Linked DNA regions of Mus musculus: all the other regions are linked to region 1. A link is a contact called in public HiChIP or PLAC-seq data. All regions are on one chromosome and are shown on one strand. The core of a region is the stretch at or near the end of the contact, and the rest is flanking DNA. Distances in the headings are between cores, read along the strand shown. Region 1 has its middle 33 kb from the start of Gm35307. Region 2 has its middle 47 kb from the start of Dleu7. Region 3 has its middle 50 kb from the start of Gm46480.

Evidence for each region. HiChIP or PLAC-seq counts read pairs in DNA pulled down with a chosen protein or histone mark.
Region 2: an H3K27ac HiChIP or PLAC-seq map of microglia shows a contact between it and region 1, with 5 times the contacts expected there. The contact joins two enhancer-like sites. A contact is called at or near these places in 2 of 484 Hi-C or Micro-C datasets (the P5424 cell line and erythroblasts), 1 of 115 datasets of contacts at active chromatin or transcription factors (microglia) and 1 of 9 other capture datasets (embryonic stem cells).
Region 3: a contact with region 1 is called in an H3K27ac HiChIP or PLAC-seq map of microglia, with 5 times the contacts expected there. The contact joins two enhancer-like sites. A contact is called at or near these places in 5 of 115 datasets of contacts at active chromatin or transcription factors (embryonic basal ganglia, embryonic midbrain, kidney and 2 more).

What each region holds. Positions count from the first base shown.
Region 1 is chr14:61,999,976-62,004,020 of GRCm38.p6, reverse strand. No RefSeq gene overlaps it. Among named protein-coding and RNA genes, the nearest start is that of Gm35307, 33 kb to the left of the region's middle. Within about 2 kb of position 2,295, at least 45 of the 459 cell types and tissues checked have an H3K27ac peak or open chromatin away from gene starts, as enhancers often do. A contact at or near this core is called in microglia, where this site is marked.
Region 2 is chr14:62,243,951-62,247,995 of GRCm38.p6, reverse strand. No RefSeq gene overlaps it. Among named protein-coding and RNA genes, the nearest start is that of Dleu7, 47 kb to the left of the region's middle. Within about 2 kb of position 2,400, at least 35 of the 459 cell types and tissues checked have an H3K27ac peak or open chromatin away from gene starts, as enhancers often do. A contact at or near this core is called in microglia, where this site is marked.
Region 3 is chr14:61,755,338-61,759,382 of GRCm38.p6, reverse strand. No RefSeq gene overlaps it. Among named protein-coding and RNA genes, the nearest start is that of Gm46480, 50 kb to the right of the region's middle. Within about 2 kb of position 1,757, at least 129 of the 459 cell types and tissues checked have an H3K27ac peak or open chromatin away from gene starts, as enhancers often do. A contact at or near this core is called in microglia, where this site is marked.

The DNA.
Region 1 (4,045 bases), core at 1,046-3,545:
GGCCTCAAGACTTTGGATCCCTTCTTAATAACATTTAATGCTACCATCATGTAATTGGATCCATTTTGTCAGTGCAGTGGGAATATCAGTAAACTCTCTTTCTCTGTCTTCTGGTTTTCAGACCCTCTGGTTCCAGAATCCAGCACACCAGGAACTTGGAACATGGAAATACCCCAACGCCACACCACACCCATATCTCCTCCAGATTGTGCAAGACCTCTGCAGGCCTTCTCTTCCTAGCTGCAACCTTGACCTCCCTGTTTTGGGGAATCTCAAGGTGTGCATGGGACGGTCTGGGAAATGCAATCATATCAGGAGATGGTACTTCTTAAGCATGTTGCTCCTTGACACTAAGTGCCTGGCACCTCGCCACCCAGCCAGCAAGTAGTTCCATTGTTATTGAAACCACGTGTTCATTAGCAAGGTTGGCACCAGCTCAAGCTCTGCTGTCCAAAGTTGGTTGTATTCCATTCTTGTCCAGACAACGGGGCAGTGTAGGACAGTTTGGGCATGGGAACAAACAGTCTTGCTTGACGAAATTCGAGTCTTCAATGGCTAGAAACACGATCCCATTTCTATCTTGACATACGTCTGCACTGATGTTTCAGAGAGAGACATGTTTTGAAAGAAAAATCCTATTCTTTCAGTGCTATCTTTGCAAAGTTGTACTTAATTCTTTCCACGGCCCGCAGGAATAGCCAGCGTCCCTGTTTCTTGCTGAGCTAATCACTTCATCCCTGGAGATCCATGCAGAAGTGTTTCACTTAACATAAAGGAGCGACTTCGGATGGTTGCTTTCAATTAAGAAAGCCTGAGAGAGTTCTGAGAACAGTGCTCGCTCTCTTCTTTAAAAGGAGGGGGGAGGGGCGTGCAGACCTGAGGGAGGGAAGGAAAGAGAGAAAGGGAAAGGGATACAAGGGGGCTTGGAGACTGGGAGACACACATTCAAATGGAGCTATCAGTCTTCTAGAAAGCTATGCGCTGTGCACATTTAATCTCATTCTACTGTGGTAGAAAGGCAGGCAGGAACCTTAAACATATTTTCTAATTATTATTTCTGTTCATGTGTCTCACATACAGGTCAAACAACGTAGATTTTCTTATAGTCTTTAGTGGAAAAGCAAACCCACTTTCTGCTTGGGTGCCTCACAAGGCTGCCAAAATATCTACTTAAATCTATTCATTGCCTCTTCTTACTGAAGAATTCCTTATGGCTCACATGTGTTTTAAAGTTCTGTCCTATTTATATGTCTTGATAAGCAAGTGTGATTTTTGCACATTTAGAAATCTATCCTGTGGTAAATAGCTGAAGTATCTTTGGTGTTTGCTACTGGAGATGGTGGCATTGAAGATCACATTCTACTACATAGGTTCCATTATTTTATATTTCTTATATTATAAAATACCTCCATGAAGAGATAGATCTATTAAAATATTTTTTTCAGAAATTTGAAAATGAACTAACTCTCACCCTCAAGCAACCATATTACAGCCCAAAAGACACAGGACTCTCAGAGGACAGAAGTGCCAGCCGATAAACAACACTAAGGAGCAGAGTATCCTACCAGTGATGATTTGAGCTGCCTGGGAAAACGGGAGACACCCAACACTTTCTTACCCCAGCAAGGAGTGACGGAAAGAGCCAAGAAAAGGAATTAAACATTAATTATCCTTATTGAAATCATTAACCATGTGGGAAAAGCCAGGCCAGTTTCAGCAAGCACACTTCTTTTTAGTTCAGTTTAGTTCCCTCTCAACTAGTGTTGAAGGGTAAAGTCCTTACAGGATGGTCAGCCTTCAATATCCCCAGTGGCTCCACTCTGATTACTATCCTGAGAGTTGGGAGAAAACCCCAACTTGCTAATGAGTGCCCACTGCCGTGCTTCCGAGTCCCTAGATCTTCCCTGTGCTTTGAGCACCGGAAGAGCAAGCAAATGTTTCAGAGATTTGCTCCTGATTTTTTTTTTTTTATGTCATATAAATTCAGTTCAAAATTAAAACAGCGAAATCTGACAACAGAAAAGCAGTCCCATTTCTCCGGGTAAGCAAGGGTTAACCCTGATGTCCAGTGTGCTGTGTTCATTTCTGCATGTGTTTGCATGTCCGGTGGGAACCACTCTACCCATGCTCTTTGTCCATATGACCTTTTGCAGGAAGCAGAGAAAGGCTTCCCTTGTTTCCTTCTGCTGAGTGAGTTTAAAAACATTGTTCCCCTAACAACTAAGAGGGCCAGTCAGAGAAGGAAGGATGAGACAAAGGCTAAATATTCTCCCCCAGGAAGGGCCATGCATAGAGTCAGCCACAAGACAGCAGCTGCCGTAGAAACTGCCCATGTGTGAGAGATATGCCAGGGGGTGACAGTTGTAAAGGTTGTCCCCGGTCAGCTTTTCACACGTGCTTCCTGAACTGTGGCACTGCTCCTTTTAAGCAGAAGTGGGGCAATAAGGCGACCTGGTGAATCTATGACGGATTGGGAACGAGAGATTAATCAGCTTAGGGCTGCTGTAACAGAAATGCCTACCTTAATCAGCTTACCAAAGAGAGAACGGGCATTTTGACTTATGGATATGGAGACCACACTTCTGGTTCCTGCTGCTGCTGGCCCTGTAGTGAGGCAGCAGGTCACAGTCAGGGGTAAGCTTATAAAGGTCAGGTGACTGATGGAGTTTGGGCTGGAATCTGATTTACAGTAGGTCCTTGAACTCTTTCTGTGGTTATCTTCCCAATACCAGAACGTACAATTTGGGTAGATATACTTAGAAGTGGGCAGAATTTTCATATTGATCCCCTGACCTGTGAAGTGAGGGCTATTATGGTTGGAAAGGCTAAATGGATGGCTTTGGAGTTGCCTCTGCCAGGGAAAATAGTGAACCAAAAACAATTTGGAATCCCTGGAGGAGTCCCAGAAAGTAGCACCACCATCAAGGACCTGAAAGATGCAGAGGTACTGGTTCCCACCACATCTCTTATTAGTTCTCCTATCTGGCCAGTGCAGAAGACAGATGGATCAAGGAAAATGACAGTTGACTATTGACAATTTAATTAAGTAGTGACTACTATTGCAGTTGCCATACCAAATATGATGTCCTCACATGAGGAAATGAACACATCTGGTACATGGTATGCAGCTACTGATCTATCAAATGCCTTTTTCTGGGTACCTGTCCATAGGGATCATCCAGAAGCAATTTGCTTTCAGCTGACAAAGTACAGTTTTACCTCAAAGATACATGAGCTCTCCAGCCCTATGCCATAACTTAGTTTGAAGGGATCTTGATTGTCTCTTCCAAAAAAATGTCACACTGGTCCACTATACTGATAACATTAGGCTGACTGGACCAAATGAGCAGGAGGCAGCAACAACTTCGTTGGTAATGTATAGTACATCAGAGGATGAAAAGTAAATCCAACCAAAATTCTAGGGCCTCAGTGACATTTTTAGGAGTCCAATAGTGTGGGGCATGAAGATATATTCCTTTAAACATGAAGAATAAATGATTACACCTGGCCCCTCCCACCACCAAGAAAGAAGCAGACTGCTTAGTGGGCCTTTTTGGATTCTGGAGACAGCATATTCCTCACTTGGGTGTGTTACTCAAGCCCATGTACCAAGTGGTTCAGAAAGCTTCTAGCTTTGAGTGGGGCCTGGAACAAGAGAAGGCTCTTCAACAGGTCCTGACCACTCTGCAGGCTGCTCTACCACTTGGGCCATATGATTCTGAAGACCTGGTGGTACTTAAGGTGTCACTGGCAGTTAGAGATGCAGTCTGAAGCCTTTGGCAAGCCCCTAGAGTTGAATGACAGAGGAAGCCTTTGGGATTTGGGGGGAAAAGGCACTACCATCATCTGTAGATAACTATTCTGTCTTTGAGAATAGTTTGGCCTGCTATTGGGCCTTAGTGGGAAATGAACATTTTACAATGTGCCACCAAGTTACCATGCAACCCAAGCTGCCCATCATGAACCTGGTGTTATCTGACCTACTGATCTATGAAGTTGGACGTGCACAGCAGCAATCAATTATCAAATGTAAGATGTATATGTA
Region 2 (4,045 bases), core at 1,151-3,650, 240 kb before region 1:
GGGCTCCTTGGATCCCACAGCAGGCTCCAAGAGAAAGGATAGGATAGTGTTGTAGGCTTGCTTGGGCTGTGATGTGACCCCTCCCAGCAGCTGTGCTACCCACCCTGGCTCAGGCTGGAGCCTGAACAGAAGCCTCCAGGCAGAGGCCACGCCCCTCAGAGCCCCTTTTTCCCATGTCAGCGACTTCCACTGGTTGAATTTAAGATCTAGCTCTGCTCTCCCAACTCATTCCTGGAACAACCAGCTTTATCCGGTGTGCCCGTACTCAGAGCTTTCAGACCCTCAAGTCTGTCCCGTACCAAGTCTATTTCTAAACCTTTGACCGATTTACGTTCCCGCGCCTTGTCTGCAGCACGTTTTGTTTGCTGTGTTGCGGTGTGTTCACTACTTTTTGTTAAAAGCGCGACATTAAAGGGTTCTGTATATTGCTCATACACAGATAATGCAAATCTGTTTCCCTCTCCCAAACCTGTTTTCCTGCCACCGGGGCTTCCTGACTTTCCCCGGATCTAACTCAATGTCACCAGAAGAGCTGGGTATAAGACCTCTTTGGAGTTTAGCATGGGCCTGGGAGTGTCCCAGCATTCCTCACTTCCTGTCACACTCCATTGTTCAGAACGAAGTCCCAAGCCAAATGGAAGGGCCATCATAGGCCACACCCACTGGAGTAGATAACCTGGAATTGGTAACTAGCCTATGGAGAAGAAGGGAGTGTGGCTGCTGGTGAATAGCAGCCAATGGTGTCATCATTAGCTATGTAATACTATGCATTCGCTATGTTAGACTCAGCATGGGGTGCTTTAAACTGCTGGGTTACGCATGCCACTGAACTAGCTCTGGCCCATATTTTATTATTACTAATTAATTCATTTATCTATTAAGTATGTTTACATGTAAGTATGTGTGTTATGGCTTATGTGTGTGGAGGCCAGAGGACAACACATAGGAATTAGTTCTCTCCTTCCACCATGTGATTTCTGGGGATAGAACTCAGGTCCTCAGGCTTGGTAGCAAGTAGTTATATGCTGAGCCATCTTGCCAACCCACAGCTATATTTTAGCTCCAGTGTTTGTTAAATGAGTAAGTAGCTGTGACTGACAGTAATCATACTACCCTTCCATTTCCAGTCTTTGTACTGAACCTCAGTTCTGCAGAGAGCTTTAAAAGCAATCTCAGTGTGAGTTAAGACTCCAGACAACTAGAGAGATACTTAAGGAGCACTAACTGCTTATTGATAAGCTAATAGGAACACAACATACTTGTAACACCGTTGTCAGCTAGAACTCCAAGATGGGCTGTCTTAATGTTTCAACACTCTGAAGGGCGGTTTCATATTAACCAAAGCCAGGCCTTGTCATGCTCCTACGGTGGCGTGTACGCTCTTTTCGTGTGAAATCTTGGTTTGTCTCTGCCGTATTATCTCTACCGCTGTCTTCCGAGAAGCATAGGTGGACTGGCTGAGAGAACAGGGGTGGGGTCCATGCAGCCCTTCCCTTTCCTTGTAAGATACATGATTGGCTGAGAGCAAACATGGTGGCAGCCCAAGTTCAAGGTCAAGCTTGCTTCTTCCTCTCACTGGAACCTCTTCTCCAGTCAGGTGTCTGCATCGGGGTGGGGGTGGGGGGTCATTGGAGTCCATGCCATGTAAACTTGAGCACTGAAGTCCCAGCACCAGGATAAACTGCCTTCTTCCTCTGTGTCCTCACCCGGCCCCAACTCCATCTTCCACTGTCCTGAGTCATCTCATTCAGGTGGGATCATAGTAGCCCTGTCCCTTCCTTGCCTTTTTGCTTTCCTGGGGACATAGCTCAAGTACATTTACTCACGTCGATGAATACCTTTCTAACTATTCTTTTTTCTTTTTCCCCCCTCGTACCTTGATGGGGAGACACTGTTTTTCAGATGAGTACAACAGCGTCCTATGGCTGTTCTACCTTCCTCAGGAAGGTGGGAAACCTGTAGAGCATCTTTGGCTTTCCTGGGGCATCTGTAAAGCTGGTTGATGAGGGTAGAAAAGGTTGGGCTGAGTAGTGGACAGAGTCCTTTTCCTCTCACACCCAGTGAGACTCCACCTCCTCCCTGAGCCTCCCCCGCCAGAGCTTGGCTGTCTGCACTCCCTGTAGTTTTGAATGTCCCCAGCGTGCTTCCTCTTTTGTTAGTGTGTGAGAGGGGACAAAGGTTTCTCAGGGCTGTCCTTGAACATGGATGATAGTCAGACTCCATGGCCAGTCTTCAAAGATTACAAGAAAAAACATCAGGGGGCCTGGGAATCTGGGAACATCCTTGAGTTTCACATGAGATCCCTGTGGGTGTAAGATGACACCTCAAAGTCTACATACACTGTGTCGCAGACAGACTCTAAGAAGGTTGGAAGGGGAAAAACAAACTTCTCTCCCACGCAGCTCCAACTTCCCCCTTCAGATCTTGTCTCTTTTGGTTTTGAAACAAAAGCAATATTAATGCTGACAGATACATAAACAGGGATATAAAGTAGACATCTTTGGGACACCAAGATTTGCGGAAATACTTGCTATTCTGTGCTGAGATGTTTCCATTTCCTTATGTGCCCTTTAACTATATTTTAAAACACTCACAGTGGGCAGTTTACTTCTCTGGGGTTGGTTAGCTGCCGTGTGGAATTAGGATAAAATCATTCAGAGGTTCATTTTGGTGCTCATAGTCCAGGAGTTCATATGTGTAGTCTGTCTTGTTTAGTCTGTTTGTTATTCAGCCCGGTCCAAAAGCACTATAATTGTGCACTTTCAAGAGTAAGTAGTAGATGCTTGTTTGTGTATCTGCTCAGTTCCAACCTGAGAACCTGGGTGCTCATGCACACCCCACACACTCCACATTATGGTGGAGGACACCAGACACTTCGTAGGCAGCATTTCATGTGAACAACAGACAAGCTATCAGATGCCACTGTCGTGCTGTGATGGGGCTCTGTGTGTTGGGAAGCAGGCTCCAGATATATGTTCTCTGAAACGGAAGCAGTTTATTTACAGATATAGAAAGGAAAACCGAGGTTCGTGTCACTGCAGCCTTCCCGGCAGCTCTGAAACCTGCACTTGGCTGAGAGTTGAAAAGATGACCCTGATGTTAGGGTGACTGCCCCACATGCCAGGGGAAATGTGCCCAGGAGAACCTGCTCCCACTTCCACTCTCAGTAAGCCTCCCCCCCCCAAAAAAAACCAAAATGGGAGCAAGTAGGGGTCCTCAGTAGAGTCTTCAGCTAGCATCCTTTATCATCTTCACTGCCACACCGGAAACCCAGGATCCGCCCTTTGATGACACTTTCATCTTCCCCAATCACAATTTCACCTCTTGCCTCTTGGAAAGTGCTGGAATGTCACTTTAATTTCAGGAAATAGAAGAGCATGCTACGTGTACACAGTGTGAGGCTCTGGCTTTGGGAGAGATTGGAGGTAATAAATGGAGTCTCTTTAGAGCATCCACATAATACTGAGATTCCTTCTAGTCAATACTAGAAGAGCTTTCCTTGTCTTCACCCTGGTCTTCCTCAGCCTTGATTTTATTTATTTAATGATCTCTCCATCCCCAACCTCTCTTAAACACACATACACATAGAGACACACACAGACATACACACAGCCGCAGCCACACAGACACACTGACACTCAGACATACACATATAAGGAGGGGGAGAGGGAAGGAGAGAAGGAGGGAGGAAGGGAGGGAGGGAATATTTCATAGGCCAGCTTGGAGTTTTAGAATCACTGCATACAATATATTTCTGCCCACATTCTCAGACAGGGTTGAGGACCGTGGCACCTGTCCAGGTTCTATGTCTTAGCCAATATTCTATTGCTGTGAAAAGACACCATGACCATGGATTTAGGCCTGTAGAGAGTCAAGAAATCACAGCAGGACTATAGGGAAAAGCAAAGGAGAACAGAAGATAGCAAGTACCAGGGCTCTACAATCTTCCTTAAGTACATGATCTTGAACTAGCTGCATCTCCTAGAGCTTCTAGTATACCTTCCCCTCCCACCAGCACCATGCTCTAAAGACATGGGTCTTTGAG
Region 3 (4,045 bases), core at 508-3,007, 240 kb after region 1:
GTCTCTGGACAACACTTGACTGGACCTGCACTCAGTCCTGATCCTTAAGAAGATTTGCAAAAAAAAGACTTTTTCCAGTTTTATCGTCACCTTAGAATACAAAGCTGTTTGTCATTGGCCAGTGTTTCATTTTAGAACAAAATGATTGCAAACGGCTTACCCCATGATAGAGCTCTGTAGTTCTTCACTTGTGTTAAAATGAAAATGGCCTTGGAGGAAAGACTATTTCCACAGACAGCTCACTGTGGCAGTGGTGAGGGCTCAATGGTGAAAGTCGCTCTACCTCAAGTATCAAGGATCTTTAAGGCTGAGGGCACACTCCCTCTGCATGCTTCATACCAAGAGAGGGGCCAAAAAAAAAAAAAAAAACCCTACTATTTAGTCTTCAGGAAATGATCACCTTTCTCACAAGGGGACTAGTAAGTCACAAGTCACCCCACTGAAGTGATCATAACGAGCTTCTTCAGCAATACGATAACCTATCTGAAGGTTTCAGGGCAGGCGGTTTCACTTACATCCAGGGCAAGCCAAGCACTGAATCTACACACACACAAATACACTGTGATAGTTTGCATATTTTTGGCCCAGGGAGTGGCACTGTCTGAAGGTGTGGCCTTGTTGGAGTAGGTGTGTCACTGTGGGTGTGGGCTTTAAGACCCTTGTCATAGCTGCCAGGAAGCCAGTCTTCCAGCGGCTTTCAGATGAAGATGTAGAACTCTCAGTTCTTCCTGCACCATGCCTGTCTGGTCGCTGCCATGTTCCCACCTTGGTGATAATGGACTGAACCTCTGAACCTGTAAGCCAGCCCCAATGAAGCCATCTTTTAGACAAGAGGAACATGTGAGATGCAACACCTGCTACTGAACATTTTTAATCAGTAAACTGTCCTCACTAAAGGTTTTGAGTAGTTAAAACTTGTATCACTGTATCCAGAACTGGAGGTGGAAATGCCATATTACATTTCTTTAGATATGCACATGCAACATACTCTCTATTACATATAACCAGATGTTGCTATGACAGCGCTTTTGTTAAACTCAGACAGAGTTCCTGAGATAGTTCTACACAATATGGGATTTCGGGAATTTACTTTTTAGCAACTACTGAAATAGATCTTGTGAATCTTGGGAGGCAAGTAAGCTATGTGAAAATAAATAAATCACAGGGATTTTTATTATGTATTTATTCAAAATGAAGGGAAAGGCACGTGATTCACAATATATGCAACCTGAGCTTAGAAATGTTTCTCTTCATTATCTAACAGTATGTGGTTTTATAAAAAACAAACTACCAAACAGTAATAGGACAGCTTTTTACTCGAAAATGCATATGGTTCCTTGGCTAAAAATAGTACAAACGATGGCGCTTCCAAAGACAAAGTAATCTCCTGGGGACAGAATTAGTTATGCTCCCTACGCCTGCACACTGCAAAGCTGAACTGTATTTAAGGCTGTTCACAAGAATTAAACAAAAACTTAAAAGAGGAAACCCCTCTTCGAGAGGTTTTATAACGTTTTGAAAACTGCATTATACATTCTAGACGCAATTTAACTTGTTTGCATTTGTGCCATGCCTTCCCATACATAACCACTTTCAAATGCTTTCTAAAGGCCCAGGAAGGCTATGTAAGAACTGCTCAGCGGAGTGCACACGCTCAGGAACACGTGGCATGCCCGCGGCAGGCTCTCACTTTCTCCATGTCCCACCAGACACGGTCCCTAGGGACTTCTGTGCTCCAGTCTGGGAGGGCGGGCGACTTGGCACAGCCTCTCCCTGGGTAGGAGGGGAGAGCTGCTGACTCACGACCAAGGCGGGCTGGCTGCTCTCCCTCCCTCCCCAGCCCTGCCGAGAGAGAGAGAGAGAGAGAGAGAGAGAGAGAGAGAGAGAGAGAGAGAGAGAGAGAGAGAGAGAGAGAGAGAGAGAGAGAGAGAGAGAGAGAGAGAGAGAGAGAGAGAGAGAGAGAGAGAGAACACTGTGGGAAGGAACACCTCCAGAGCCCAGTGTTCCCATCACAGCCTCACCCCCAGCAGGCGAGGAAGAGGATGGAAACCAGAATGAGTTAGAGAAAGAGGAACCTATGGAGAAGGAAGCGCAAGAGTGGACCTTCCTTCCCAGCCTGGGCTTGGGGGGGAAAAAAATCCTCTGCCCCGCCCCCACTGGACAAGCCGCCTGGCAGGTCTGTGTGCATTCAGTGACTAAAATCCTTCAGCCAGTTTCTCTTCCCAAACCCTCTTCCCATTTTCACTCCTGTCTTGTCATAAGGATGAGCTGCCTAAGAAAGCATTTAAGGCTTCTGTTGTCAACTGGACACTGAGCCCTGATCTGCCCTGGATGGAAATCTATAATTCTGAGCCCCAAGGACCTGGAGGCCACGTTTTAACCAGCCAGGAATTCAGATTCAGTGTTAACAATGAAATAAAAGGTCTTTTTTTTTTTCACTCCCCAAAGCAGTTGCATGGTTATATATGTAAATACACCATGTTAGGCAAGAAGTCAGGACAGTTGCCTCTGAGGCAGGGTGGAGATGACAGGAAGGAGTGCAAAGAGAGCATCCTGAAATGGTGGCAACATTCTGAGCCAACCCTGATCAGGGTTTACAGCTGTGTGCATTTATCATAAGTCTGTCAATCCACTGTGTATGTGTGCATTTCATTCTTTTTTTTTATTTATTTATTTTACAGTCCCACTTCCCCTTCTCATTCCCCCCATTGCCCCTTCCCTTTCTCTGCAGAGAAGGGGAGACACCCCCCACCCCCCCACCCCCCACCCCCACCCTGTCTTGGGTATCACCCTACCCTGGGGTATCTAGTCCCAGCAGGACTAGGCATATCCTCTCCTACTAAGGCCCAACCAGCCAGTTCAGGTAGGGGAAGAGGATCCATTGGCAGGGAACAGAGACTAAGACAGCCCCTGCTTCACTTGTTAAGGGAGCCACAGGAAAACCAAGCTATACATTTGCTATAGATGGGTCTGGGGTCTAGATCCAGTTCCTGCATGCTGCCTGGTTGGTGGCCCAAGCTCTGTGCACCCCTATGGTCTCAGGTTAGTTGACTCTGTGGCTCTTCTTGTGGTGTCCTTGGTCCTCCTCCTTGCTCATTTCCATCCCCCACGATTCCAGGGGACTTCCCAGGCTCCACCTGATGTTAGGCTGTGAGTCTCTGCATCTCTGCCTCCATCTGCTGCTGGATGGAGACTCTCAGGAGACAGTTGTGCTCAGTTCCTATCTTGCAAGCATAGCAGAGTTAATAGTGCCAGGGGTTGGCTCTCTCACATGAGGTGGGTCTCTGCAGGTTGGGTCTGTCATTGATTGGCTGTTCCCTCAATCTCTGCTCCCATCTTTATTCCTGTACATCTTGTAGGCAGGACAAAACTTTGGTTAAAGGTTTTGTGGGTGGAAGTCCTGCCTGGCTACAGGAGGTGGCCATTTCAGTCTCTATATCACCCTCTAGTAGGAATCTAAGCTAGAGTCACTCCCATAAACTCCTGAATCCTCTCCAGTCCCAGGCCTCCTGCTAGTCACCAGAGATCCCCGCCCCACCCCCACCATTACCACTCTCACTCCCAGCCCTCTCTCCTTCACCTAATCACCATCCCCATTCCCCTCCTCACCGCTATTCCCACCTCTTCCCTTCTCTCCATCCACCTTTGATAGCTATCTAATTTCTCTTCTGAGCGACATTCACACATCTTCCCTTGGGACCTCTTTATTGCCAAGTTTCTGTGGGTCTGTGGATTGTAGCATGGTTATCCTGTAATTTATGGCTAATGTCCACTTATAAGTGAGCACACACTGTATGTGTCTTTCTGGGTCTGGGTTATCTCACTTGGGATGATATTCTCAAGTTCCATCTATTTGCCTGCAGAATTCATGATGTCTTTGTCTTTAATAGCTGAATAGTATTCCATTGTATAGATATACTACATTTTCTTGATTTTTCAGTTGAGGGACATCTAGGTTGTTTCCAGTTTCTGGCTATTGTGAATAAAGCTGGTATGAACGTGTCCCTTTGGTATATAGTGGGGCACCTTTTGGGTATATGCCCAG